Linked DNA regions of Mus musculus: all the other regions are linked to region 1. Evidence: chromatin contacts called from public HiChIP or PLAC-seq and promoter capture Hi-C data. All regions are on one chromosome and are shown on one strand. The core of a region is the stretch at or near the end of the contact, and the rest is flanking DNA. Distances in the headings are between cores, read along the strand shown.

The links. Promoter capture Hi-C pulls out the DNA fragments that hold promoters and counts their contacts. HiChIP or PLAC-seq counts read pairs in DNA pulled down with a chosen protein or histone mark.
Region 2: a contact with region 1 is called in a promoter capture Hi-C map of liver, with 4 times the contacts expected there. The contact joins the promoter of Plekhh3 here to the promoter of P3h4 in region 1. A contact is called at or near these places in 1 of 39 promoter capture datasets (liver), 2 of 115 datasets of contacts at active chromatin or transcription factors (bone marrow-derived macrophages and pancreatic cancer cells) and 1 of 9 other capture datasets (embryonic stem cells).
Region 3: a FOXA1 HiChIP or PLAC-seq map of pancreatic cancer cells shows a contact between it and region 1. The contact joins the promoter of Stat3 here to the promoter of P3h4 in region 1. A contact is called at or near these places in 5 of 39 promoter capture datasets (the C10 cell line, embryonic stem cells, hippocampal neurons and 2 more) and 3 of 115 datasets of contacts at active chromatin or transcription factors (embryonic stem cells, extraembryonic endoderm stem cells and pancreatic cancer cells).
Region 4: a contact with region 1 is called in a promoter capture Hi-C map of pre-B cells, with 6 times the contacts expected there. The contact joins the promoter of Wnk4 here to the promoter of P3h4 in region 1. A contact is called at or near these places in 2 of 39 promoter capture datasets (cranial neural crest and pre-B cells), 1 of 115 datasets of contacts at active chromatin or transcription factors (pancreatic cancer cells) and 1 of 9 other capture datasets (liver).
Region 5: a promoter capture Hi-C map of hippocampal neurons shows a contact between it and region 1, with 5 times the contacts expected there. The contact joins the promoter of A830036E02Rik here to the promoter of P3h4 in region 1. A contact is called at or near these places in 1 of 39 promoter capture datasets (hippocampal neurons) and 1 of 115 datasets of contacts at active chromatin or transcription factors (pancreatic cancer cells).
Region 6: a contact with region 1 is called in a promoter capture Hi-C map of embryonic stem cells, with 2.2 times the contacts expected there. The contact joins the promoter of Cavin1 here to the promoter of P3h4 in region 1. A contact is called at or near these places in 6 of 39 promoter capture datasets (the C10 cell line, embryonic stem cells, hippocampal neurons and 2 more), 1 of 15 datasets of contacts at CTCF or cohesin (embryonic stem cells), 3 of 484 Hi-C or Micro-C datasets (the G1E-ER4 cell line and embryonic stem cells), 1 of 115 datasets of contacts at active chromatin or transcription factors (pancreatic cancer cells) and 1 of 9 other capture datasets (liver).
Region 7: a contact with region 1 is called in a FOXA1 HiChIP or PLAC-seq map of pancreatic cancer cells. The contact joins the promoter of Naglu here to the promoter of P3h4 in region 1. A contact is called at or near these places in 4 of 39 promoter capture datasets (cranial neural crest, embryonic stem cells, frontonasal cranial neural crest and 1 more), 1 of 15 datasets of contacts at CTCF or cohesin (embryonic stem cells), 1 of 484 Hi-C or Micro-C datasets (B cells), 1 of 115 datasets of contacts at active chromatin or transcription factors (pancreatic cancer cells) and 2 of 9 other capture datasets (embryonic stem cells and liver).

What each region holds. Positions count from the first base shown.
Region 1 is chr11:100,413,002-100,416,805 of GRCm38.p6, reverse strand. P3h4 (prolyl 3-hydroxylase family member 4 (non-enzymatic)) reads left to right here and starts at 2,090. Exons shown (of 8, transcript NM_176830.3): 1 at 2,090-2,629; 2 at 2,727-2,879; 3 at 3,026-3,197. The coding sequence starts at 2,150. It overlaps Fkbp10 (FK506 binding protein 10), which reads right to left and starts at 1,112. Exons shown (of 10, transcript NM_010221.2): 1 at 781-1,112. The coding sequence starts at 1,022.
Region 2 is chr11:101,169,601-101,173,675 of GRCm38.p6, reverse strand. Plekhh3 (pleckstrin homology domain containing, family H (with MyTH4 domain) member 3) reads left to right here and starts at 2,304. Exons shown (of 13, transcript NM_001346769.1): 1 at 2,304-2,951. The coding sequence starts at 2,790. Ccr10 (chemokine (C-C motif) receptor 10) reads left to right here. Exons shown (of 2, transcript NM_007721.4): 2 at 1-678. The coding sequence ends at 62.
Region 3 is chr11:100,937,306-100,941,447 of GRCm38.p6, reverse strand. It overlaps Stat3 (signal transducer and activator of transcription 3), which reads left to right and starts at 1,908. Exons shown (of 24, transcript NM_213659.3): 1 at 1,908-2,192. Gm46295 (a long non-coding RNA gene) reads right to left here and starts at 3,110. Exons shown (of 2, transcript XR_001780333.2): 1 at 2,962-3,110; 2 at 1,206-2,375.
Region 4 is chr11:101,259,010-101,262,609 of GRCm38.p6, reverse strand. It overlaps Wnk4 (WNK lysine deficient protein kinase 4), which reads right to left and starts at 2,043. Exons shown (of 19, transcript NM_175638.3): 1 at 1,330-2,043. The coding sequence starts at 1,938. It overlaps Vps25 (vacuolar protein sorting 25), which reads right to left. Exons shown (of 6, transcript NM_026776.5): 6 at 3,059-3,600. The coding sequence ends at 3,588.
Region 5 is chr11:99,415,765-99,419,461 of GRCm38.p6, reverse strand. A830036E02Rik (RIKEN cDNA A830036E02 gene) reads right to left here and starts at 2,219. Exons shown (of 4, transcript NR_153851.1): 1 at 2,120-2,219; 2 at 1,050-1,527; 3 at 1-933. It overlaps Krt12 (keratin 12), which reads left to right. Exons shown (of 8, transcript NM_010661.2): 4 at 816-977; 5 at 1,063-1,188; 6 at 1,327-1,547; 7 at 2,497-2,567; 8 at 3,354-3,697. The coding sequence ends at 3,451.
Region 6 is chr11:100,969,161-100,973,157 of GRCm38.p6, reverse strand. Cavin1 (caveolae associated 1) reads left to right here and starts at 2,541. Exons shown (of 2, transcript NM_008986.2): 1 at 2,541-3,168. The coding sequence starts at 2,692.
Region 7 is chr11:101,068,471-101,072,610 of GRCm38.p6, reverse strand. Naglu (alpha-N-acetylglucosaminidase (Sanfilippo disease IIIB)) reads right to left here and starts at 2,517. Exons shown (of 6, transcript NM_013792.2): 1 at 2,110-2,517; 2 at 1,384-1,531; 3 at 569-715; 4 at 309-394. The coding sequence starts at 2,486.

The sequences.
Region 1 (3,804 bases), core at 841-3,340:
AGGCTGCCACACAGCTCTGATCTGCCCCCCAAAACCAACGGGTATCTGTCTGGCCGACCAAGGTCCTGGATCAGAATGGAAGATGCTGGTCCCGTCAAGCCAAGGCTGGCATTGGAGCGTGGTGTTGGCTGCTAAAGCTAAGATGGAGGAACTGAGTTCCCAGAGGCTTGGAGAAGGAGGCACTAAGAGTCCCCAGGATGGCATGTCAGACTTTGTGACACGTGGACAGTTTGGTCACGGCACCAGCTATGGTCTACCCCCAAATTATAATGCCCACTCTGCTTAAGACCCTCCCTAGCTGCTCTAGGGCCCTACACCCTCAAGGAAATGTTATTTCTCCAGTCTCCAACCACAAAGGCATAGAAAACTGGAGAGAGAAATAGACAGGGAGCCAGAGTGTGTGCAAAGGGAGGCGGCACCAGGCAGACCATCCATCCACTCACTTCAGGGTTTACGTGTAGTAGGCACAGTCTCTTTGCCCTCTAAGATTGCGTGCCAGGGTACCATTTGTGTTTAAGTTATGGTAAGTATATGTGGCGCTTCACCTGAGCATCAAATATTCCAGGGGGCTAGGAGGGGGTCGTGGGCGGGGGCGGGAATATTTTAGGAATTGAAAATTTGGTATTGAAGATAGGAGGCATCCTTTGAGGTGCTCTCCCCAGGATGCTGTTTGTGGCAAAGGATTATGAAAGCACTACAGGAATGCAAACCTTAGAAGGGGCAACATTCTCTGGAAGCTCAGGAAAGTGGTGCTGAGTCCGGGAGTGCCCAAGCTCTTACCTGGAGTCAAACTTTTTCCCGTCTTCGAAAGTGCCATTGTAGTGGTAACGCACAAAATCCCCCATCTGCACTTCTCGGGGACAGGCCCGAGGGATGTGGTATCTCTCGATGACCACATCTTCCAAGGGGGCTCCGGCCGGGCTGGCACGGCCCAGTCCCCTCTCCAAGGTCTGTAGAAGCAACAGCAACGGCAGTATGCGGAGCCGATGGAGGGTGTGGCTGGAGGACCCCACAAGGAACATGGTGCCCAGACCAGGGACGCCGGCAGTGAGAGCGGACGCCAGCCGCTAGCCTCCTTCCCCCTCCTCTCAGAGCTGACTCCCCCCCTTCCTGTCCTCTCTCCCCACCCCGCCCTGGCGGGTCCACGTGGAATGGGGGCTGGGGAGAATGAGCTGGCCGGGCAGGGTGATGTTTTATGGTGAACTAGGAGGTGGGGGCCAGGTTGAGAGTCTCTGGAGTCCAAGGAATTTGCCACAAAGATCTCTGAGTCTCCCTCCCCCAAAACTCCATCCGGGACTGAGACCCGGGGCCTGGCCCAGAGGGAGGTTCGGGAAAGATGAGAAGTTGGAGTGGACTTCCAAAATGAAAAAGTTTTTTCCAGAGTCTCTGGGTCCTAAAGCCTGTTGGAGGAATCTCTAGCTTTCCCTGGCACCCCAAATCTAGGCCCCTTCTGGTGCAGGTGAGGCTGTAATCTGAGGGCTATTTCAGTTCTACACACACACACACACACACACACACACACACACACACCCGCCCCAACTCTCCTCCCGCGAAAGGTTAGAGGAAAGGGGGGTTAGGGAGAATGTTCTCTAGGTGAAAGGTTGTTTTGTCCTGCAAAAGCCTGGCTGCACTGAAGACACAGGAATCTTGCTCCGGCGGGAGGCTGATGGTGTCAGTGCTAGGTGTGCGGGGTAACAAGAGGTGTGTACGCCTCGACGTCAGCGCGGGTGTTTACCGGGCCACCTAGGGGGAGCAGAGGAGACTCGAGGAGAAAAAGACCAGATTATGTGACTTCGTCCACTTTGCCTACGCAAAGGACAGAGGTGGCACTTAAGGGGGGGGGGGGGGACGACACTGCTGTGGGGAGGGGCTTTCTGGGCGTGAAACGTAGCCCCACCCACCCGTGTCTGCCAGGGAGGGCCAGTGGTGGTGTAAGCATTGCTAGTGGTCGAGGGCCAGCCCACGTAGTGGACTCGAGCGTCAACTGACGGTCCTAGAGAGGCATTCCAGCCTCCCGGCTCTAGCCTAGGGCCCGGCGCTAAGACCCAGCAGGAGCTCCGGGGGTTGGGGGTGGGCTGGGCTGGAGCCCGAGCTGGCTGGAGCCCGACGGTCGCCGGCTGCTCCGTAAGCCTCCGGGCGCGGTGCGGGCATGGCTCGCGGGGCGTGGGGGCTGCTGTGGCTGCTGCTGGGCAGCGCCGGGGCCCAGTACGAGAAATACAGCTTCCGAGGATTCCCTCCGGAGGACCTGATGCCACTGGCCACGGCCTACGGCCACGCTCTGGAGCAATACGAAGGCGAAAGCTGGCGCGAGAGCGCGCGCTACCTGGAGGCGGCGCTGCGGCTGCACCGGCTGCTGCGCGACAGCGAGGCCTTCTGCCACGCCAACTGTAGTGGCCCCGCCACCTCTCAGCCTCGGCCCGCGTCCGGCCCGGACGGCGACCACGACGGCGATGGCGAGGACTGGGCTCGCGAGCTGCGGCTCTTCGGTCACGTCCTGGAGCGCGCCGCCTGCCTGCGGCGCTGCAAGAAGACGCTGCCCGCCTTTCAAGTCCCTTACCCACCGCGGCAGCTGCTGCGCGACTTCCAGAGCCGCCTGCCCTATCAGTACCTGCACTACGCGCACTTCAAGGTGGGCGCGGCCGGGGCCGCCGTCGAGTTTCCCTAGAACGTGAGGCCCGCGGTGCGTCCGAGGCCCCCACTGACCCACTCCCCACGCTCCTCACCAGGCGAACCGACTGGAGAAGGCGGTGGCTGCGGCCTACACCTTCCTCCAGAGGAACCCCAAGCACGAGCTGACCGCCAAGTATCTCAACTACTACAGGGGGATGCTGGATATTGGAGATGAGTCCCTCACCGACCTGGAGGCCCAGCCCTACGAGGTGTGGAGAGAGTGGGAGGGATGGCTAGCCTTGGTACACCTTCCTACAACCTCTTCACCCAACACACACACACACACACACACACACACACACACCTTATGAGCCTTCGGGGTCTTCTTGACTACCCCCGCCATGCACCTCTCCAGGCTGTGTTCCTCCGGGCTGTGAAACTTTACAACAGCGGGGACTTTCGCAGCAGCACAGAAGACATGGAGCGGGCCCTGGCTGAATATATGACGGTCTTTGCTCGGTGTCTAGCTGGCTGTGAGGGGGCCCACGAGCAGGTAGACTTCAAGGACTTCTACCCAGCGATAGCAGGTATATACCATTCAGACCACTGTGAGGTATCCCTCACCCACAGTGCCCTGGCTTCCCAGGCCTTCTAAGGCCTCTTAATGCGTGGCTATGTCCGGTGACCGCATTCAACAGGTCTAGCAAAGTGCTCCAAAGCTACACACGAGTCAGGCCTTTTCTGTCTCCAGTCTGATGAGAGAAATGCTGGTATACATAGCAAATTCTGGGTCAGCTATATAGAGAAATAGATTGCCTCAAAAAACAAAAGAACAGGGCACGGTGGCACAGGCCTTTAATCCCAGCACTCAGGAGGCAGAAGTAGACTGATCTCTGTGAGTCCAATGCCAGCCTGGTCTACAGAGTGAGTTCCTGGGCAACTGAAGCTTTATAGACCTTGTCTCGAACAACAACGGAGATGAGGAATTGACTCCAGGCAGGTGTGTGCAGAAAGCAGGGCTGGGTGGAGGAACCACAGCTAGTCTTTGGATCCGTGACCACAAGGCCCTTCAAGGGAGGTAGCGGTGAGGCAGAAAGAACTATTATCAGGACCCCTATTCTCCCAGAACACACACTCTCTCTCTCTCTCTGTCTCTCTCTCTCTCTCTCATGTCAGACAGGGATTCGGTTACGG
Region 2 (4,075 bases), core at 1,055-3,554, 760 kb before region 1:
GACTCCGCCTTTCTTCCTGCTCTGCTCCTACTGAGACCCACAGTCTCTCTTGGGACAACTAGGGCTACAATTCCAGAGAAGGGGGAGGGCTAAAGAAACAATCCCAGGGAGGGTAATAGAAAGGGGAGTAAGTAGGGGGACGTTGAGAAAGACTTCAGGATCTAAAGAGATTGCCTCTGCGCTTAATTAAATTGATTCTGTGCAAATGAGATGCAACCCAACTACTGTTACTATTTTTGAATTACCAGCTTTGGTTGCAGCAAGGCCAAGACAGTGGGTTACACCCCACGCCCCTGCTTGCGTCTCAGTGGGAGGTGTGAAGGGACAGGGGTTGCTGAGTCGGCTAAAGCTTTGAGTACTGACACGCCCTATGCTTCACTCGGTCTCTGCCAACCGAGGTGAGGTGGGAAAGCTGCCAGGTGAGGAGGGGCGGGGTTTCTCCTCGGGAGTCAGTGTAAGAAAGGGCTTTCTAATAACCCTATCGCTATCCAGTAGTGGCTGCTTTAGCAAGTACCTAGATCCCAGCGTGTGAAATGTATGGGGTGATGCTGTCCCCAGCTGTACGTGCGTGGGTCTGGTAGAGGCTGGAGGCAAGAGATTCTAGTTTGGGGTAGGTTTTTGGATCCCTTCTAAAGTCCTGCTGTGCAAAGAAAAACGCTAATTAAAAAGTTGAGTCTGATGGTGTGTGGACTGGATACCTGTAGCCCCAGCCACTCCAGAGGTTGAGACAGGAAGATCAATAATAATAACAATATCCTGCCTAAGAAGAAATAGAAAAATGTCAAGGTGGACTTTTCTACCTAGGATATATATATATATATATATATATATATATATATATATATATATGAATGAGGGGGATTGCAATTTGCAAATTTTCCGAGAGGTGTTACTGGGCCTGAGCTCAGAGTGTGGGGCGCTTGCCCACTCTGATTATTTCCCCTCGGGGATCAAGCCAAAGGAAATGAGCATAGCTTGCCAGGAAAGGGGAGGTTAGATATCAGACAGAACTCTCCAGCAGGCAAGTGTCTAGGATCTTGAAGAGGAAGGGAGGTTATAGTTGTGGTCTGGCCCTCAGAAATCTCAGCATACACCACTTCAATCTGGAAGTACCATAAGGATGGCTTCTAGAGATGGTGCATTGATTTCTGGTCCTTGCTTTGCACAACTGCCAGGATTGTGCTCCAATGAGACAGTTCTTCCCAGTTTAGAATTCGGTCAGCAAAGTCAGACCACCGCTCCAGCCTGGAGTCTAGGGGCAAAAAGGGCGTGGCGTCCCTAGGGAGGCGTTGGCCTGAAGTCTGCACTTCGTCCAGCCTAGCCTAGCCCAGCCCGGCTAGTCGTGTGTCCTAGAGCCTCTGGCGGTGTAAAAGACTTAAAAATTTGGCCTCTTGGAGTCAGAAACGAGGAGAAGCTCGAAAACTGCGCAGATCCTCCAAGAGGCGCACACTACCCACCGGAGCGGACCTGGAACCCTCCGCCCGTAACCGCGGGAATCGCCGCTGAGTCAGCAACGCGCTCGAGTATGTGCGCGCTCCCACTGTCTAAGCTGTAGCGCGAACCCCGCCCTGTATTCTTTAGCGCCCTTGTTAACCCCTTCTTGTTCAGAAATGCAGCATAGTCGCCCTGAGAGGCCTCTGATCTATTGATTTTCTTAAACCACAGAATCCCCGAGCATGCCAAACCACTCTCCCCATTCCAGTTCAATGCCCTGTAAATTCACTTTTATTTCAGATCTTTGTCTGAGGCTTCCAGGAGTTCCTTTCTCAGCTTTTTCATCTCAAAAGTGGAGGTGGCTAAGATCTAAATCTGGACCCTTTTAACTCCAAGGATGGAGCTGCCTTTGCAGCTAGCTAACTCTCTCACACGCAGGTGTGGAATGCCTTGAAGGTAGTAAGGCTCTTTGTAGGGATTCCAAGATGTGACAGGTAATCACAGGTCAATAGCCTAGCTTCCTTCCAGCTTTATGCCCTTCCTTTTCCAGACCTTCGAAAAGGGTTTTTTAATTTGCTGCTTGGTGAGCCAAGAGTTAAAACAAGAGCACGAAGGCGGTCCTACGTGACGCCACAGACACCCCGTGTCCGACCTCAGAAGCTCCCTCCCCAGTCCCCCCCCCCCCCGCCCCTCCCTACTGTCACTCAGCCAGAGACACATGATGCAACCCGCCGCGGTTTCAAGCTTGGGATTGGTCTCCCTGACCGGCGCCAGGAACAATGATTGGGCAGAGGAGGCTGTGACGCAACGTAGACCCTACCCTGTGAAGAAGGGAGGAGAAAAAGAACAGGGAAGGCGGAGGGAAGGAGGGGGGGCAGAGAGGGAGGCGGGGTCTGGGAACTCTGCCCGCGCCCCCAACGCGCCAGTCCCGGGGCTGCAGGGAGCGCAGCGCGCGCCGCCCGGGCCCCGGCCACCGGACGCCCTACCGGACACCACCCTCCTTGGAGCTTGGACAACCGCCCACCACGATTGCTGCACCAGACACTGCTCCTACAGAGCTGGACACTACAACGAACACTACTTCCCAGCTCCGGACATTGCTCCCGGCTCCCTTCCCCCGGCCCTGGACGCTATCTCCCCCCTCCTCTGCCCGGGCCCAGACAGCGAGCCCCCAGCGGGCTCTGGTGATAGTCCTTTTGCACCTCAGCGCTGGACACTGCCTCCTTCCGGCCCCCTTCTTTCCTCTCGTCACACCTCTTCTCTACCCAGTTCGGGTCGGAGTACCTCCAGTTTCTCAGATTCCCTGCTGCTCAGGCAACACTGCCTGCGCCCCCATTCCCAGGCTGCTCGCCCGGATGCCTCTCCCCGGGGGATTGTGGTGGCTTCTCTGCTGCCGTCGAGGCTTCACTCTTCTGCACCGGGACTACGGGGACGGCGAGCTTAGCGGGGACGGGGACGAAGACGAGGACGACGAGACCTTTGAGCTAAGGACCCCGAGTCCAGCGGGCGGCGGGAGGGTAAGTCTACAGGGATTTAGAACCGAGTTCAATCTTTCTCACTACAACCGGCCGTCACGCCTGAGCCTGCTCCATACTTGGGCCAAACGCAGTCCTCTTGGCCAACTGCAAATGTGGGGGAGATTCTTGTCTGAGGGCCAGAGCCCCGGGAGCTCCAGGGGCAAGTAGCCCTACTAGGGATGCGCCTGTGGGCTTCGCGCTGCACACAAGGCGCTGTCCACCTGCTGGGGGCCCTGAGGCAGAGGAGGCGTCACGCGTGGCCCAACCTGGCCCTGCCTCTCCCTTCCCTGCCGGGCCCGCGTCCCATCCCGTCTCCTTCCGCCTCCGCCAGAGCCAAGGAATGTGGCGAGGCCGGCTGGGCGGCTGGAACGCCTGGGTTCGCTCTGCTCTCAGTTCAAGAGCACTGGGGCCAGATGCGGGAGCTCCCACCGCAGTATCCTGGGCGAGGGCAAAAAGACATCCTAGAATTGGGGTCTGCATCAGGGACCCCACAAAGAAAAGGCTCGGGACGATGGCCCTTTGAGGACTTCTCATTATTCCGCCACTTAAGACAGAACTCTCTGCCTTCTCTGGTGAGGTTCCTGGGAAACCAGAGGGAATGGGTGAGGGTGACTTGGTGGCTGAAAATTTTTTTTAATCAAATCTCCTTTGGGAGAGAGACACTCAGGCACAGTTGGTGTGTAAGACCTCCATCTTTCGAGGAGACCTCTCTCACGTCCTTACCCACCAGAGGCAACCAGGCTTCTGTGTGCTGTGGCCTGGGTCCAGCTCCCATTTCCCCCCAACCCCGCTCAGGGGTCCCCAGCAAGTCCGGTGGCTCCATTCCTGGGTGGGGCGGGCGGCACCGCAGCCAGTGCAGGCGCCAGCACCTGGCGAGGCAGAGGGCAGATAAATATAGAGGGGAGGAGGAGGGAAGCAAGGGACTGAGATTAGGGGAGTTGTGGGGGGTGGGGTGGGGTGGGATCAGTACCTGCCCTCTGGTAGAGGGGTGGATAGCCCCACTCAGAACCTCCAGAAAAGAAACGGGTAGGCTCCCAGGGAAAGAGTGGGACCTGGGAGTCCCCAAGTTTCCCGCATGGATAGGATCCCTGTCAGATAGGCCATGGCCTCCCTCGTGCCCCACC
Region 3 (4,142 bases), core at 659-3,158, 520 kb before region 1:
ACAAACAGACATGGCTGGAGAGATGGCTCCGTAGTTAAGAGCACTGCTCTTCCAGAGGTCCTAAGTTCAGTTCCCAGTTACCATATTGTGGCTCACAACCATCTGTAGTGGGCATCTGACGCCCTCTTCTGGTGTGTCTGAAGTATATAGCTACAGTGTACTCATATAAATAAACAAATCTTTAAAAACAGAAAAATCTGCAGCCTTCCACAGGTGTGGGAGGAATGTTTTCAATCTCAGCTCACTCAGGAGATAGAGGCTGGAAAAAAATCTCTGAGATCCTAAGATCCTGTCTCAAGAAAACAGGATACTAGTAAGAAAACAAAAACCTGAAGTTTCCTGAACTGTGTATATTAGCTGTGTTTTAAAATATACCATTGGGGGATTATCTTTGTGGAGAGGTAACAGCCCCTTGTAGATTTTAGATTTTTATCTTTATCTCTCTTTGTGCTAATCACCAGCAATACAAACACCAATAGGTGTACTTGTAAGTCCCTACCATCACATATACATACAAATCACTGCAGTACGCAGAGTTCATTCTCTATGACAGAAAGCCAAGCATATACACGTACCATGAACTGCTGATTCCAACTCAGTAAAATCTGTACTCCCAACATACAAGACGTGAAATAGGTCAGATAATTTCAAGAGCGTCAAGACCCCCCCCAAAAGACTAAATGGATGTTACTCCTAACTCCTGCCACTCTAGTTAAGCAGTAGTGGGAAAGTGTGGAAGAACTGGTTTGTCTCAATTGGACATTTAAGTTTAATGGTGAAAGACTAGTTAATGTTAACAATGAATCCTAAAATCATCAGAATATTTTATGGGCTTTCTCTCTGTGTGTGTTAGCTTCAGTTCTTAAAATTAAGTGCCTAATTAAAAGTGATTTAATTTTGTCTGCACGTTTTTCTGCACAAGGTGTGTGTCTTTGCTGCGGGCAGAGGCCTGAGGAGGGCTTCAGATCCCCCCCCCCCCCCCAGACCCCAGAGTGGAGTTACAAATGGCTAAGAGCCATCTTGTGGGATGCTGGAACTTGAACTTGAATTTTTACCAGGATCAGCCTGGCAGTCCCCTTAACTTAGGCATCCCTCTAGCTCCTAAAATAAGTACCTTTTAATGGAAACAAGTTGGTCAAAACTATCTTTCAGAATTTCAAGACCCAGTATAACAGTTTAAAAAAAAAAGAACTCAGACACACGTGGAAATGGCAAGTACTGTGTATTCGTGTCAGCTGTCATGCATAGGCTCTCTGCATTTCTGTGAGCTGACCAATCAGCCTTGCTGTTGAGATTCAGGTTTGAAATGGTGGAACAGAGAACCGGGTTATAGCCACTATTCTCCCCCACGCAATCTAGTAATTACTCTATTTCCACGTCATATTTCCGGGTGTATGCCCATAATCACGCAGAACTGAAGTTCAGAGCAGCCAGGAGTTGCCCATGTTCTTTTTTGATGTCTCCACAAACCCAAATGCTTAAGTGGGGTGACACCTGGGGACCGCCTAAGTGGCTGATTCCCACGTGGTAAGGAGCTCACAAACTCGCCCCCACGTGGTGCCAAGGGCCGGGAAAAGGGAGAGCGGGCAGAAGCGAGCCGTATCAGGGCATTTAAAGTGTCTTGACGTCACGCACTGCCAGGAACTCAGCTGAGTTTTCAGCAGGACATTCCGCTAATGTCTCCTCCCTCCCCCCGGGCTTTTTTGTAAGCTAGGCCTCTGCGCGTCCCTTGGTCGCGGAGGGAGGAGCACAAAGCTCTCAGAACAGCCAACTCAGGGAGGTGTGCCCAGAGCTCTCGACCCCGCCTTCTCTCCTAGAGGCGTTTTTCATTGGTTAGTGGGCGGGGCTTAGGAAGTACAGCGCTCGCCCGGAGGCCTCAGGGTGGCCTAGCCAGCTGGCCATTCCTTAATTATGCATGGAGGCGTGTCTTGGCCAGTGGCGGCTGGGTGGGGATTGGCTGGAGGGGCTGTAATTCAGCGGTTTCCGGAGCTGCAGTGTAGACAGGGAGGGGGAACCTGGGGTTCCGACGTCGCGGCGGAGGGAACGAGCCCTAACCGGATCGCTGAGGTACAACCCCGCTCGGTGTCGCCTGACCGCGTCGGCTAGGAGAGGCCAGGCGGCCCTCGGGAGCCCAGCAGCTCGCGCCTGGAGTCAGCGCAGGCCGGCCAGTCGGGCCTCAGCCCCGGAGACAGGTGAAGGGGGTGCAGGGTGGGGCCACCTCCCCGACGGCACGGGGGACGGCATGGGGGACCCCACGGTTCGTCAGCTGTGGGGGTGCTTAGAGCTGTGAATGGACACTTACATGGGGCAGGAGGATAGGAGGAGACACACAGGGTCGTCCCGGCGGCACTGACGTCCGGATGACAGGAACCAGCCTGGGAAAGGAAGGGACGCTGTAAGTTTCGAGGGGGAGATGCGGAGAGAGAGTGGGGAGTTCTGGGGGGTGTAGGACCGTGGGGGGGAGGACATTCTAGGCTGAGGGTAACAGAACTGACAGAAGCGGCCCTCCTGTGACTGCTCCCGGAGGCTAGGGACGTTCGGGCCACCAGAGCCACTGCCACTCAGGTGGAGATCATTGGGGTGGAGGCGTTAGAAGGAGCCTCCTTCCTGCCCCTGTGCTGGGCCTGGCCGTTCCTTGCCTAGCCACTTTCTTTGCCTTGCTCCCGTTCCTTCTGTAGTCAGCTGTACCCACTTAGGAGGTGGGAACTGTTGTGTCTCTCCTCCTGCCTCTCCGCCCCTCCCCCTCCCCCTCCCCCCCCCCCCCCAGCCTCTGGGACTGGCTAGATTTTTTTCTTAAGAATCAGATTTCCTATAGAAAATTGACAAACTTGTATCCTTTCTAAATTCTCTCCCATCTCTTTCTGTGTTAAGCTATGATTTCCCCCACCTTGTTAAGAACACTTTTTTTTTTCCCAATTCAAAATAAATCCCTGGCCAAACCAGCTCTAAAGAGCAACAAACCTCTTTCCTCTTTGACATTGTTCTCTCATAAACACCTGGTAAACTCGACGAGACGATAAATAATTGAGCCATTGCATTTACTGGATCGTGGTGTTGCTTAATTGCACAGGCCAGGGTGAGCCAATCAAGAGTGGGAGTTTTCTGTCTCATAGCCAAGCTCTTGTGTAAAAGCAGAAGCTAGGGAAACAAAGACAGGCTGGCCTTGGCTGAGTTCTGTGTGTAAACTTTACCTGTTGGGGGGTGTGTGGCTATAAATTGGTAAGTTGGCAAAATCCAGACTGTTGCTCAAGTCACTTTTTTCATACCTGGTCCACATCCCTCGGTTGTATCAATTGATGTGTGTATGGGTACTGTCAGTGCTTATTCAGTTTCCTTATTCAGAGTGTGTGTAGTTTATACCTGCTGTTTACTACAGTGCTTATTTGTGTATGCATTGTGAATGTTGGGCTGTCAGTGTAGGTGCAGCATGGACGTGAATATATTAAAGCAATAAATCACTTCTATCTTCTTTTTAATGTGGAATTAGACTGTTAGGATTTGAGCCAGCCATTTTTTCTCTTTTTATATTAAATAATGTCTATGTTCCTTGAGGAAACATGTTTGTTTCATTATTGCATGTGCCGGACCAGAACACTAAGCGGGATCTTTTAATTTTTTTTTAGTTTTAGACTTTATTTATCTTTGTTCTATGTGTATGAGTGTTTTGCCTGCATGCACGTCTGTGCCAGTGTGTGCCCAGTGCCCTAGGTGGCCAGAAGAGGACATCAGAGCTTCTGGAACTAGTGACAGATGGTTGTGATCCACCACCTGGGTCCTGGGAATCAAACCTAGGGCTTTTGGGGAGAACCACTGGGAAGAGAATCTGGAATAATAATAATGAAAATGTTGGAGTGTTTGTTCTTAGTGTTAGCACACTCCCCACAAAGAACCATTAGCAGATTCATGAATCTTTTATTTTCATCTGTAGTTCATCGGGACAAATAACCACTTAGAGATAATCCTCAGTTATGAGGCTCTCGATAGGGGCTGAGAGATAGCTAGGTGGCTCACTGAATGCTAACCTCATTTTGTAGATAAGGAAATTGAGGCCAATAGGCCTAGACACTTGCCTTAAGGCATCGTGAGTTACAATGGTTTAACGTCTGCCTTTTACATATTTCTTGGTCCATGCTTAAGTATTC
Region 4 (3,600 bases), core at 794-3,293, 850 kb before region 1:
TGGGGTATGGTTGGTGAAACCGCTAGCCAGAAGGGCTGTAGACCCCCAACTTTTGGCTGGTCCTTTCTTATTGCTCTAAAACGCATCCACCCTGGGCCTGGGGCAGCACTCTGGACCCCCTGCTGGACACAAGCGCCTTTATGCAACCAGGTCTGGGAGTTATGCACTCAATAGCGCCTTTGTGGCCTCCAGAGCCTACCGTGGAAGGGGCGGGGTGGGGTGAGGGTGTGTGTGTGGGGGGGGAGCAGCCAGCAGACAGACCAGGAGCAGGGAATTGGGGCCGTCAAGAGGTTGGCCCTAAAAACTAGGAACTGCAGAATCTAGACAGAGTCAGAGGAAGATACCAAGAAAGAAAAGATCCAGGGCCAGGAGGCCACCCGCCCCCCCATGGCTGGAGCTGCCCTACCCCTCTTTTTATCCCTCTCCCTCCCCCTCCCCTGAATCTGGCTGATTTTCCAGGCGGGGCTTAGAGCCTGGGACGCAGCACTAGCAGTCACTAGGAGAGAGCCCTATGCCAGGACCTAAGTGGAAGGATCCTTCCTCCTGGTTTTGTACCCTAAAATTTTCTGGGACCACTCACACTTAGAGTGGGAGCTCCGGGAGGAAGAAACTGCCAATCCACATCCTCCTGAAGTCTAAAAGTTGCAAGGGCTCAGCTCCTTTGGCAATGGAAAGGGAGACCCCAGGTATGCATAGGGATGAGAAGCCGGACTGGACTCCAGCTAGAACTAGAGCTTCCTGTCCTGCTCCTTGAAGCTGTTGAGAAATCTGTAAAGTTGACAGCTCCAGAAAGGGCCTGAAGAACCCGCTTCTGTCACAACTACCCTAAATCTTTCCGGAGGTGGAGAGGGCCTTGTCCTCAGCTCCTGAACTCCCACATACCATCTCTAAGTCTGTAAAGAGGGAGAGGAGGAGGAGGAGGAGGAGGAGGAGGAGGAGGAGGAGGAGGAGGAGGAGGAGGAGGAGGAGGAAGAGGGGTGGGTGGTCCAGAGTCACAGCGGAAAGTCTCAGAACTTGAAGGAACAAGAGTGGAAGGGGCAGGAGAGACTGGAGGGCTACCCGCTGCCCACCCAGTTTTCCAGCCCTCAGATTTGTAGAGGTTTGAAAGTGAAGTTGTCTATGCTCATTGGCAGCCACTATAAACCACCCGGCTCAGTTTCTCCTGAAACCACCCAGAGTCAGTACAATCATGCCGGCAAGGAAAGCAAGAGCGCCTGGACAGCTGACAAAAAAAGTGATCCTTCCTTTGATGTTGTCCTCCCGTTTCCCCAACCTAAGACCCCCAAAGGCCCCATCCCGAGGCACCAGAGAGGGGGTGCCCAGCCACACCTGCAGCTCACACCAGGCCACCTCTACCGTGGTGTCGGTGTCTAGCCCTCGATACACGGTCTTGAAGGAACCTCTTCCAATCTCAATGTCAAACTTGAGGTATCGGCCGTCCGGAGACGTTGCCACAGCCTGGGTTTCTGTGTCCTCTTTTTCTTCCTGCTCCCGCCGCCGTTCCCGGGCTGCAGCATCAGGAACCCTCGGTGGCTCCCGGGACCCTGGACCTCCTGAAGATCCCGTAAGCTCAGGACATGCAGAGTCCACAGCCTTCACGGGAGCTGCCCCCATCCATGTGCCCTCGGGGGGTTCTTTAGAGCTTGAAGGTGGGCTCCTCGTGGGGCCAGCGGAGTCTGGAGGATCCGGGGGTTCCGGAAGGAGTGAGGCTGGTTGAGACCAGGAGCTCAGCAGTCCCAGATCGACTGAGCTGCGGCGGCTAGGTCTCGAAGAGCGCGGCCGAGGCTCAGCCTTCCCAGAGAAGCGGCGCACTCGGCGAGGAGGTGGCCCCAGGCGGGTCGGCCCCGTAGAGGTGAGAGCCGGAGATGGCCGCAGAGCCAGGTCAGCCTCGGTTTGGGACATGGGGACCCCAGTCTCCGTATTTCGAGGTGCTAGCATGGGAAGGGCCAGGCGCCGCAGAACGGAAAGCCAGGAGGCTGGAGGTTGCTGCCTGACAGGCAGACCGGCTGGGTACACCGCGCTCCAGCGGAGCTGCTGGGGCCCCAGCCCCCGACTGGCCTGCCCCGCGACCCGCCCCCGGCTCCGCCCCACGACCCGCCCCCAGCCGAGACCGGTCCTCACCCCCCAGGGCCACCCCTTGTGAGCCTGGCGAGTTGCAGTGTGGAGCTGGGGTACTGCCCCTCATCTCGACTGCTGCTTAGGCCCCCGGCTGCGTGCTCTGCTTTCCAGAGTCCCCGCCTTTAAACCTTCCCGGCAAGAGCTGAGTGAGTGGGAGGCGGCAGTGGGTAAGCTCCCGCACCAGGAGAGGGCAAACACATTTGGGGTGGGGGAGTTGGAGAACACTGGGACGGGAGATGAAAAGTGACCGCCGCTCCTATGCCTCAGCGAGGGGGAGGGGCACCACCAGCCTGCACACCCTTGATAAGGCAGCACTACCAAGTCCTAATCAGGAGTAGTAGCCCCAGGCCTAACATCGGTGTTGGAAAGGTATGGTTTTCTTGGCTCAGCTAGGGCCCTGGCCTGCACAAGGATGGGTTGGGTATACTCCAGTCAAGCCCCTCCCCCACCACCCGGCCCTAACCAAGAGCTTGTCACCCATCAACTCCACCCCACCTTGGCCTGAGCCTGGCCCTGGCCAGAAAGGCTGTTTTTGCTGTGGGCTCTTTCCTCCCCTTGTGTTTGCCAAAGTCTTCAATAAACCAAAGTCCACATCCGGTTTACCCCCCCACCAGCTCCCCTTGGCCACCGCTACCCCACCCGGACCATCATGGGTAGAGGGAGGGGCTTCAGAATAGTTCAGGACTTCCATGGGGGAGCAATTAAGTGACTCCAATTCAGAGAGCAAGCAGCCTGTCCCCAAGCTATGTCCCACCCGAACTCCTCCACACGACCCACCCAGCACAGCACATGGCAAACCACAGGCTCTCAGGAGCTCCCCCCCCCCCCCAGGCCTTTCTGTACAAAGGCCAAAGGATTCTTCTTTTTCCTTGGCTGAGACTCAGTCAGGTGGAACTCTGCAGCGCCTTCCCTAGTCCCAGTTCAGCAGTAGTAACAGGCCGACAGTGGGAGTAGAGATTTTAATATCATAAATCAGAGTGGGCCCGCCTCTCACCACCAGGCCCCTTCTGGGGCTTCCTATCTTCATACTGCCTGGCCGGCTGCCTGCAGCCAGGGCTTCCCCCATCCCTGGGGAGGATCCAGCACCAGCCTGAGAAGGGAGGCAACAGCAGCTAAAGGAGTGGGAGGAGGAGAAAGAAGCTTGTGCAGGCGCATGTAGGTGGGTGTGTACTTATGTGTGAGAACACATGTAAAGTGTCAGGTTTATAGACCCTGGCTCGGGGACAGTATAGGATGGGAAAGGAGGTAGGGCAAGAAACGCATCCTTTCTCCGTGGCACTGTGGGCTTACTCTATCCCAGGGACAGAAATAAAGGGTTATGTGGGAAACATCCCTAAGTCTGAGCTTTCAGGACTTGAGCCCTTTGAGTCTGGAGGAGTGACAGATCCAGTCTGTGGGGACACTAGGTCTGTCTCCTTTTGAAAGCCCTGGAAAGGTGGGAGGTAAGAAGTAAAGGAGCCAGGTCTCTGCTAGAAGAACTTG
Region 5 (3,697 bases), core at 970-3,469, 1.0 Mb after region 1:
TGTGTTACAGTGACTATTCATTTTGGTGTTCCTCTATGTGTGCCCCCCACCCCCACCCCACCTCACCCTCTTGTGTATGTGTCATGGTATTTTTTATTAAGGCTTAATGGATTCGAGTATTAGACTTGGGATAGCGGGGAATATTCTGGTTTTACTATTTCCATCATTAAGTAATGGCAGGAATTTTAATTACCTTCGTCAAATGTTTTCTTTAAATACGGAGTGTTTCAAAAATGAAAACAAAAGTCTACAGCTGACACATATACCAGCCACATATGTTAGAGAAGTGTAACCAATATAAGACATATGGAGATCTGATGTGTGTATCAGAGGCCGGGGCATGGACAGGAAGAACGACCACTGGCAATGGGCTTCTAAGAAACTTTCTGTTGGGTTCTCAATGACTATGGTGTGAAATAGTGTATGACCCCAGGTGCCACTTGTGGCACTAGCTCTGTAGCAGCAATCTGCACACCAGGTCTCTTTCCTTTCTGTAAACTATAGGAAGTGGATGTTCTAGAAGCAGAGCCAGCAACCACAGGCACAGAACGTGGAGCCCCTGATCACTCAAGAAACCTGAGAAAATATCTTGGTTTTTGGTTTTAGTTTTTTTTAATTATGAGAGAAACAGGTTTTCAAGCTTAAAGAAAAATGTGTGGATGCCTTGCGCTAATATTTTGCCTTTATACCAACTCACTCAAAAATATATTTTTTATTATTATCATGCATGAAGAGACCCAAGAAGGCAAACGTACCTGGGGGACTCACTAGCCACATGTACTCCTGTGTCTTTCTCTCTCCATTGCTGTCTCTAGGAACTCCAAAGTTTCCAGGCAGGTGGTCCAGGTGAGGTCAATGTAGAAATGGACGCGGCCCCTGGAGTGGATCTCACCAAGGTCCTCAATGAAATGAGAGCCCAGTATGAAGCCATGGCTGAGCAAAATCGGAAAGATGCAGAGGCCTGGTTTCTTGAAAAGGTAACACCGCGAGATTTGATGCATTCCCAGAAAGCCCTTTGAGCCAGCGCAGAGCTCACCCCATCCACCTACTTTGCTGTTGCAGAGCAGAGAGCTCCGAAAAGAGATCAGCAGCAACACGGAGCAGCTTCAGTCCAGCAAGAGCGAGGTCACCGACCTGAAGCGCATGGTGCAGAACCTAGAGATTGAACTCCAGTCCCAGCTCGCCATGGTAGCGTGACATGCAGAGAGAGATGATGCATCCTTTAACTTCCAAAAAAAAAGATGTTGCACCCACCGTATGCTGGACCATGGGCTGCCCATCTTGTTCTCTGATCCCCAGACAATTCTGTCTATCTCCCATTTGCAGAAGTCGTCCCTGGAAGGCTCGCTGGCTGAAACCGAGGGTGGGTACTGCTGCCAACTGTCTCAGGTGCAGCAGCTGATCGGCAGCCTGGAGGAGCAACTCCAACAGGTGCGGGCTGACGCGGAGCGCCAGAATGCGGACCACCAGCGGCTGCTGGGCGTCAAGGCTCGCCTGGAGATGGAGATTGAGACCTACCGCCGGCTGCTGGAGGGGGACAGCCAAGGGTGAGCAGACAATAAGATTGGAAACATCGTAGGGGCTGAAAGACTGTGGACACCTGATGCAGATTTTTTTTCTGCAGTGGGAGAAGAGGGCTGTAGTCGACTAAACAGGGAACAAATCTTGCCAGTGATCCTAGCACTGAGGAGTCTGGGGCAAGAGGAACCCACGTTCCAGACCAACCTGAGCTACATCTGCATACTGCCTGCAGGAAGAGGGGGTGGGCTGGGAAGCTTGCAAGTGTAGAGAACTGAGTCCAGAGCCCCCAAAACCCATGTCGAGTGTATCTCTAACCTCATCGCTCCTGCTGAAGACAGAAGGTGGAGGCATGAAGAGCCTCAGAAGTCTGTGGCCCAGTGTGTCTCAAACAAGGTGTAGTCCAGAACCAACACATGAACATGCATGCACACACACACACACACACACACACACACAGACTTTTGAAGAGGAGGGAAAAAAGGATAAAACAACAAATCTAGAAAATGCATGCCTAGAATTTACTAGATAATAGAATGTATTCAGCCACTATCTCACTTGATACAAATTAATAAAATGCTCATTGTAAATGAGTACTTACATGTTCTAGAAGAACCATCTCTTGATGCTAGGGATAACACATCGATAGCAGCATCCGGATCACCCAGCCCCACGGTAGCAAACCCGTCATCAACAATAGCAGCCTAATCTGGAAGGAAGAGCCCCAGATGGTAAATTAAGACAGCTGATTTCTGAGACCAAGCTGCTCCCCCTCAGAGCCCATTGTAGGAGGTTTGGATGAAAATCTGTGCTGACCCAATTAGCTACCCTCGTGGTGCATCAGTCAGCCAAGAAACTTGTAATAGCATCTCTATTTTTGTTGCGGTTGTGTAGGCGTCTCTCATGTTTAAGCTCAAGCAGCAGGGTCTCCTTACTTATCCAACAATCACGTGAGCACAGCTCTCCTTCTCTTTACAGCGACGGTTTTGACGAGAGCTCATCCCTTTCTGTCTCCAAACCGCAGACACCATCAGTCGATTCCTCTAAAGGTATGGACACGAGAATCATTAAAAATAAGGCAGACTCTCATTCGTGAAATGACTAAACTGTAAGATCTCACTAAACGTTGAGTGTAAATAACTTAAAATAGATTTGTGTTCTGAGCAGGGGACATATCTCTGCTCAAACACACTGGGCAGTGGAGTGGTATATTAAAACTCTCAGCAAGCTCAAGTAAGAAAATCCTACTCTAGGAAGACAAAATGAGCGCCATGAGACGGGGTTTCTCTGTGTAGCCCTGGCTGTTCAGGAACTCGCTCTGTAGACCAGGCTGCCCTTGAACTCATGGAGATCCACCTGCCTCTGCCTCCTGAATGCTAGGATTACATTCATGCACTACCATGCACACTTCTTAAATGCTTTTAAAGTACACCAGGATTAGTGTGTGCCTGCCATCCCATCTCTTGGAGGGCTAAATTTTTTTAATAAAAATTAAAAGAGAGAGAGAGAGAAAGAGAGAGGGGGGGGGGGATAGTGAGTTCCAGGCTATCCTGGGCTAATATTTAGCAAGACCCTGAACTGAAAGAAAGAACTAGAGGAACAGAGAGATGGAGGGAGACGTTGAGCCTTTTGATTTGTGCACAAGACAGTCCTGAATAAATTTCATTTCCACTAAGTAAAACTCACTTGGTTTGGAATGGAGTCACTTGCAAAAGTCTGAATTTGACGAAAAGCTTAAGTTGAACAAGAATAAACCTTGGGTTGATAACTGCTTAGTAATAATCATCATCCTCTTTTGTGTTGTTTGTTTGTTTGTGTTTGTTTTTTACCTTTAGACCCAAATAAAACTCGAAAAATCAAGACAGTCGTGCAGGAGATAGTGAATGGCGAAGTGGTCTCATCCCAGGTTCAGGAACTTGAAGAAGAGATGTAAGGCCTCACACGGGCTCCTCTGGGATGCGAAGTTTCCAGCCAGGAGTTACTGCTTCCGTGCGCTATATGAATTCAGCACCTGTTTTGGCCAGTTTCCTTTTCCTTGGATTCTCTATGCAGGTTGGGTCTTGTTAGCATTTCTGAAACAATATCCAATTTACAAGTCTCTGTGGCTCTGCTGGTCTTCATTGCAACCCCAGATCACCTTACACCTTCCTGGGCCTGAAGAAGTCTTTCCACTAAGTTT
Region 6 (3,997 bases), core at 1,292-3,791, 560 kb before region 1:
AAAGATTTATTTGTTTAGTGCCTATGAGCATTCTCCTTGCATGGATGTATGTGCACCGTGTGCTGGCCTAGGGCTGGCGGAGATCAGAAGAGGACACCAGATCCCCTAAACTGCAGTTATGGATGGTGGTCAACCACCATGTGGATGCTGGGAACTGAACCTGGTCCTCTGCAAGAGCAGCAGTGCTCTTAACTCATGAGCCAACTCTTCTGTGTGCCTTTTGTTTACTTGTGTTTGGGGACAGGGTTTCCCTATGTAACAGCCCTGACTGTCCTGGAACTTGCTTTGTAGACCAGGCTGGCCTCAAACTCAAACTCATACCACCTGCCTCTGACTCCCGAGTGCTGGGATTAAAGGTGTGCACTACCATGCCCCATACTGAAAATATAGGAAGAGAAAGAGTTTGAAGGTCCAGTAAGGCTTTCTCCTGACATTCTTTTTTCTTAAAGCATTATCAGTTCTTAATAGAAAAAAAATTTAATTGCTATAATTTCCTTAAATTATTTAATTATTTACTTATTTAGTGTGTGTGTGTGTGCAGGTGCCAGTGGAGGGCAGAAGAGAGGACATCGGATTCTCTGTACCCAGAGGAACTGTGGTTATTGAGAACCACACTTGGGTTCTGTGTAAGAGTAGTAAGCACCTGTAACCACTGAGCAATCTCTCCAGTCCCCTTTTTTTCTTTTCTTCTCTCTCTCTTTCTCTCTCTCTCTCTCTCTCTCTCTCTCTCTCTCTCTCTCTCTCTTTCTTTCTTTCTTTTAAAAAGTTGGTAATCTGCCCATTGTGATGGTTATAAAACATGTAGTTTATTTTGTTTGTTTGTTTCCCCATTTGTTTTGTTTTTGAGACAGGGTATCAGTGTATAGCTCTGGCTGGCCCAGAACTAGCTATGTAGACCAAGATGCTGTCGAACTCATAGACATCTGCCTGTCTGCCTTCCAAGTGCTTTGATCAAAGGTATCCCATCACACCTGGCAAATATTCAATTGTATGCAGAAGTTCACTCTTTTTTTTTGTTTTGTCTTTCAAGACAGGGTTTCTCTGTGTAGTCCTGGCTATCCTGAATCTCACTATGTAGACTAGGCTGGCCTCGAACTCAGAGATCTGCCTGCCTCTGCTTCCCAATGGCTGGGACTAAAGGCGTGCGTCGCCACTCTCGCCTGAGGGTCTCTCTTCTTTAACCTCAAGTGAGAAAACCAATTGGTGTGTTGGGGGATTGCTGTTTTATTCAGAGGTCCCTAAAGTTCTATACCCTATATGGCAATCTGCTCCACACGTTGGTGAATTGATTGATTAGATCGACGACCCTCGAGTCTCCACAGAGCAGCGTTTAACTTAAGGAGGGTGGGCACCAGACTAGAAGTGACCTTTTGCCGAGAACCCATCCAGGCGGGGAACCCCAAGCCTGGTTTCCTAATCAGGGAAAAGGTTTTCAGTATCTCTGTGGGAAAGGGAATTGGGGTGGCTCCAGGGATTGCTGAGGGCCTGTGTCTAGAGACACAGGGCAGCCTGTGTCTCTAGACGTCTGTGCTAAGGACTTTTCTGCGCCTGCTCAGAACTGCCAGCTCCTTGGTGTTCAGCACCATGAAGAAAACTGTTCGCTTCCCCATTCGGTAGTACCGCTATAGTTGCCCCAATTCCTGCCCCAGGGAAAGGTACTGAGTACCGGTGGAGTTCAGAGACCTGGAGCTAAGAACAGATGGCAACAGTAACCTGGAGTGAACCCTGGAGAGCCACCTGCCTCCTCTTGGCCTTCTTTTCTCTGCTAGGTAAAGAGATGGGGTTCCGTGATCTCCCTGAATGCTCACCTAATATCCGAGAACCCAAGGGAAGAACGAGTCCGACGCTCACATTCTTAGAATTAGCTAGATATCTGCTGGAGGGGGCCCTGGGAGAAGTGACCAAAAGCTTTTACTTTATAATTTACTTCTCGCCTTAATCATGCCCTGTCCTTACAATTCTAAGAGAAACCTAGAGGCCCTTTCTAGGCCGTCACCCTTTCTGTCATTTCATCTCTTCCCTCTCTCTCACTAACAACCCCACAAGATTTGGGGGACAGTGGTAACTCAGTGTATAGATAGACGATGGGGGCAGACCCCCAAATCTTTGAAAAAGATTGTATAGGGCAAGGATCCTCCAAGGACATGAGGCATAGACACAAACTACTCGTTTACACCCAATTCACGCGCCATTTGGACCTCAGCTTGATCTTAAAAGGCTGGAGTGGGTTTGTGGGTGAGGAAAGAGAAAGAGTAGAGCACACTCCGAAGACCTAATTCCTTTCCGCAGCTCACATTCCTCTGCCCCAGTCCCGCTGCCGCAGCCTCCACTGCCAAGGGGGGCCCTAGACTCCCGCTCCAACTATTCCAACCATCCTGAACAGGGTGGGGCGCCCAGCTCTTGGGTTCCCCTCTGCTGCCCCTCCGGGGTTGGTCTCCCCTCCTGCCCCGGTTCCTCCCTTTCTGGGGTGGGGCCAGCCAATGGCCGACGGGACTCCGGGTTTGGTCTAGGAGCCGGGCAACTCGCAGATTCCCCGCCCCACAGTTCTGGCTAGAGTCCCGGTGCGCACGGACGTGGCTCGAGTTTCCTCCGCTCTGGGCTCCTGCTCGCTGTCCAGTCTCTCGCTCCTCCTTCTCTCCCGGTCTCCCGCTCCAGTTCCACCCGGTCGGCCCCGCACGGCTCCGGGAAGCCATGGAGGATGTCACGCTCCATATCGTTGAGCGGCCGTATTCCGGATTTCCCGATGCTTCCTCAGAGGGCCCGGAGCCCACCCAAGGGGAGGCGCGGGCCACGGAGGAGCCGTCGGGGACCGGCTCCGACGAGCTGATCAAGTCGGACCAGGTGAACGGTGTGCTGGTGCTGAGCCTTCTGGATAAAATCATCGGCGCCGTTGACCAGATCCAGCTGACCCAAGCCCAGCTGGAGGAGCGACAGGCGGAGATGGAGGGCGCTGTGCAGAGCATCCAGGGAGAGCTGAGCAAGCTGGGCAAGGCGCACGCCACCACGAGCAACACCGTGAGCAAGTTGCTGGAGAAGGTGCGCAAGGTCAGCGTCAACGTGAAGACCGTGCGCGGCAGCCTGGAGCGCCAGGCCGGCCAGATAAAGAAACTGGAGGTCAACGAGGCGGAGCTGCTGAGGCGCCGCAACTTCAAAGTCATGATCTACCAGGTGAGCCCGCGGGGCGGACCGCGCCCAGAGCTGGGGTCCCGGCCTGGGATCCGGGTGGGGACACCCGGCCGAGGCTCGTCTCTCCGCCAGCCCGGCCTGGTGAGAGCGGTCAGGAGCTCCTCCCCCCTTCCTGTGAACCCAGTTGGAGTGGGGTTTAGGGAGTGGCAAACTCTTGGGGCTCACAGAGGGGCGCACCCTGCGCCTTCCTCTCCAGGCTCCTCCCCACGGTCTCTAACTCCTATCGGAAAAGTTAGCGGGCTAGACTTGGGAACGCTGAATGCTCCCAGCTTGTCTCTGTCAAACGCCTTTCCACTTGGAGGAAGTTTTTTTTTTGGTGGGGCGGAGAGAGGGAAAAGGGAGGGAATGCCCGAGGTCTCTGGTGGTCTCTGTATGCCCCTCTGTAAGCAGACACTAAAGGTGGGGCCCGGGACCTGGGGCCTCCGGCGCTGCGGGCCCGATATAGCGGGTGATTCAGGGCTCAGGCACGCAGTGGCGGGGGCGCCATGCAAGGGACACGATCGTCAGCCCCCCACACCCTATCCCCGCGCCCCCGCACCAACCTCGGCTACCCACGCATGTCCCTAGGCCGCGATCTGCCCCTGGCCTCCAGGCACTTTCAGTTCCCAAGGGTCTTGCAGTGCGCGGGCGCCCTTGGCGCCTGCTGGGAGCGGGTGGGGCAGGTAGGGTGGGCGTTAGGAGTGTAAGTGGGGCGGGTGGAGGTGGCGGTCTGGGCGCAGTGAATCACCCCACCCCCGCATGATTGCGGGGGCCATGTCCCGAGCTGTGAAGGTGCTGGTGGGTGGAGGCTGCCGCACTCCACGGGCTCCAC
Region 7 (4,140 bases), core at 1,268-3,767, 660 kb before region 1:
TAAGAGCCGAGGCATCTCTTCAGCAGGCCCCCGCCCCATGGGTGGGTTTCTCTATGTAGCTCAGGTTGGCCTGGAACTGGTAGTGTTCCTGCCCCAGGCTCCTAAGTACCAGGCTCAGAAGAGTATGCCATCATACCCAGCAATGATTCTATTTGACAAGCAAGGAAACCGAGTCAGAGTCATCCAGCAATCTGCAGTGGCTGACAGCAGAGGCAGGAGTCAAGCCGAGCCAATATCCGGAGTTTCAGCATTTCCTTCTGCAGGGCGACCCTTTTCCCTTAGAGCTGAGCAGGGAGGGAGGACCTCACCTGGTGATGGCCTTGGGGACATGCCCTGCGAAGGCAGGCAGCACTGGGATCATGCCAAAGGAGCGCATCCGGTCCAGGATTCGATGCTGGGAGGGATAGAGGTCAATGTGACAGGACCTCTGCTGGGGGGTGTCCCTTGCTCCCTCAGGAAGGGAACACAGATCTATAGATCAGGCAAGAGCCCCGAGGCTAGCTAAGCACCCATCCCTGGCTCTGTGAACACTCAGCCCCCATTCCACCATTCCTTAGCCACTCTTTACCTGCAGGTAGACTTGACTGAGGTGCCAGGAACGGGGCAGGGGGCCATCCCAGGTGTGCAAGTTACCCATGCGTCCCCAGGCCAGGAAGGCAGGACCGGTGAAGTACGTATCGATCTCTGACTGGGTCAGGCCCAAGGCCAGGTATACCTGTGGAGCAGGAAGAGCCCCTACCTATAAACCACGTCATTGGACAAGTTCTTGCTCACCACCTCTCTGAGCTGGGGACTACTGCTACTAAGACAGATCTGGACCTCAGCCTACAGGGAGCTCACGGTCCAGGAAACAGCTCCATGTCTGTGGGATGGGTGACTCTCTGGGACACAAAGAGGCTTCCCTCAAACCACGGAGAGTCTCTGGCTCCCCCCCCCCCCCCCCCCCCCCCGTCATCCTTACTTAAGCTAGGGTCATCCGGGAAGAAGCAGCCTCCATTGACAAAATACCCCCATCCGATTGGCTTGAAGGCAATCCTGTGGGGGCACTTTCTTGACTGGTGACTGATATGGAAGGGCTCAGCCTATTGGGGGCTGTGCCATCCCTGAGCAGGTGGTTCTGGGTATATAAGAAAGACTGACCAAGTCAGGAAGCAAGCAGTGTTGCTCCAAAGTCTCTGCTTCAGTTCCTGCCTCCAGGTACCTGCCCTGATTGAGTTCCTGCCTTGGAACTCAATCTTGAATCTTCCTGCCTCTACCTGAGTCCTGGGATTACAGACATATACTGCCAGATACTTTGTCCCACCCTGGAAGGCCTCGGTTTCCCAGGGGCAGGGGTGTATGTAAGGCAGGCAGGAGAGTGTGAGGGGCCAGGTTGGCACAAACCCTTTGCCAGATGGCCTCCTGGCCATTCCAAGCCAGAGCCAGGTTGATGCCATTCAGTGCCATCCAGTCAATCTCTTGCTCCCAACGGGCCCAGTCCCACCACACGAAGGAGTAGCTGTGCGTGCACACATTCTGGTAATAGCGGTACCTGCGGGTAGGGGCACATTATTGGGGACATATGGGATGCCTCACTCACCCCTCTGGAACACTTCAGAGGCAGCCAGAGGCAGCTACTAACCCCAACACAGTACGCATACAGGACAGTGGGCAAAGGTTTCAATGTGCCTCCTCTCCTGCTCATTCCAAATCCACCTCGGGTGAAGCTGGAACTTCCCGCAGACCTCCCTAGCTAGTAGCTATTGTGAATACATAACTTCATTTTTATTCAACATGCCCAGAGCTCCTGCTGTGCATCCTGTGGTGTCTTAGGGTGTCAGTGCCATAAGGCAAAATTGGTCTCTCTCATGAAGAGGGCTCACAGTTCCTATAGTTTGTCATTATTTCCAGCAGTGGGGGCTGGGAAGCTAAATGATTTGGCTCAAGAATATACAGCTAGAGGGGAGCCAAGATTTGAAGGCACAGATCCCCGAGCCAGCACTTCCTTCTCAGTCTCCAGGCGAGTCTGTAGCTGCAGCCCCGACTTAGGTGTGCTGGTCCTCACCAACGGTGGCTGTCCCGAGGCTGCAGGCAGCTGCCCCAGCCGTCTGGGACCCACAGCATCAATACCTGTTGGGCGTGGTTTCGGTCAGCCCGTCGGGCACAGCGGGCAGCGGCCACGGCAGGTGCAGCTGAGCGCTGGACCAGGCCACCTGACAGCCACAGAAGTCACGCAGGTAGCGGTGCAGCCCCGCGGCTGCCGCCACGCCCGTGGAGCCGCGCACAAGCACTGGCACCCCGCCGCCGCCGCTCAGGCTGTAGGTGTCCAGGCCCGACTCGTCCGCCAGCGCGCGCTCCACGGACACCAAGAAATTGGCCGCCGGCCCGGGTCCCAGTAGCCGGACCACCAGTTCCCGCACGGCCTTTGCCTCCCGAGCCTCATCACCCACAGAGCCCCCAGCCAGGAGTAGGAACCCCAGAATCACGGCCAGCCCCGCGGCTTCCATGATGCCAACCGCGCGGCCGCTGCCCCCTCACAACCAATACCAAGCTCCGGGCCCGCGGGGCAGGGCTGCCAGCATCCAATCGGCTGCCGACCTCGGGCCACGTGACCTGAAGGTTGGCTCCTGCTACCCGCCCGGAGAACCTGGTTTCCGGACTCAGACACTGGTCAGGGTCTGCTGACCGCGCTCGTGGCTGGAGGGTGCGTGACCCTATGAAACATCCTCGGCCCGATGAGACGCTGCGCATGCCCAAGCCCTTTCAGATTCGGCCCTCTTTCTTCCGCAAGTCACTTCCCTTCCAAATATCTAGCCACTCTTTTAAGCGACGAGAATTGAAGCCAGCCAAGACTTGGCTCTACCACTAAGCTATATTCTAACCCCTCATCTAATAAATGTGTATTTGGATTTTATTTCGTATCAGACTGTTGTTTATATTAGAGAAGTCTCAGTTGTCATTTCTGGCTAAAGATCTGGAAACCAAATAAGGATTTCTCTGGGTGAGAAGATAGCTCAGTGGATAAAGCGCTTGCACCTGAGGACATTCATTTGAATTGGCAGAATCCACATAAAGCTGTCCCAGCATTGGGAGGCTGCAATCCCAGTGCTCCCGGGAGATGAGCGCTGGAGACAGCTGCCCTGATGTATAAAGTGACAGATGGGGAAGAGACCTTATCTTAAGGTAGAAGGTAACACCCGAGATTGTCCTCTATTGACAGCAAAACCCACAACTCTCGCTTCAAAAGGACTGAGAGCTTATTCTGAAGCCCAATATGAATGACCATGGCCCTGGAACAGTTTTAGGTCAACCCAGTTTCCATGTTCCAATGTGGAAATAATTTGAAGTTTTTATAGTAATGGAGCACATATCAAAACACTTTTTTGAATAGATTGGTGGAGACATCAGAAGTGGGTTATAGTGAATCTGGGAATCAGTTGCAGGCTTCAGATAACATTCTTAGCTTCCAGGATGCTGGAAGCTGGTGGTCTGTTAAATTAATGCATTTCAAAGGAAAACTCGTGTTCAGTACGTTCAAAAAAAAAAAAAAAAAAAAAAGACTTACCCATTGTCATAAAGCTGTTAGAAGTTACCTGGTGCGTTTCCTTCTATGAAGTGATGACAAATGATAACCAACAAAGAATGGCAAGGTGAACCAACACCATCTGGCAGTGTCTACTGTCCCTTGGGCTATATTTATGTCTTTTTAAAAGAAACATCATGTGTTTTCTCAAGTATATGCTCTGGTAAAACATCATATCCACCCCCCCCCCTTTTAGGCTGTCTCTAGAAGAACATCATGTGTCTATTCTTAGCAAATCATCTTTTCATGGGTCTGCTTTAGCCAAAACATCTCTCATAAGACAGTTTTTAGAAAAACATTACATGACACAAAGGAGTCTTCAAAGAAACCAGAAATTTTGACTTCAGACCAAACTATAGACAAATCGATGTTCCTTTACCAATTCATTTTCTAATTTCTTCTTGTTGTTTTGAGACAAAATCTCATTCTATAGACTGGGTTGACCTCGAAGCCAAAGTAAACTTCCTGCCCCAGAATCTCAAATTCCTGTGATTATAGGTACACCTATTTTTTTTTCTTAGAACAGGGGAATTGTGGTAGCTTTATGGACTTGTGTGCTGACAGTAGTTTGAGCCAAG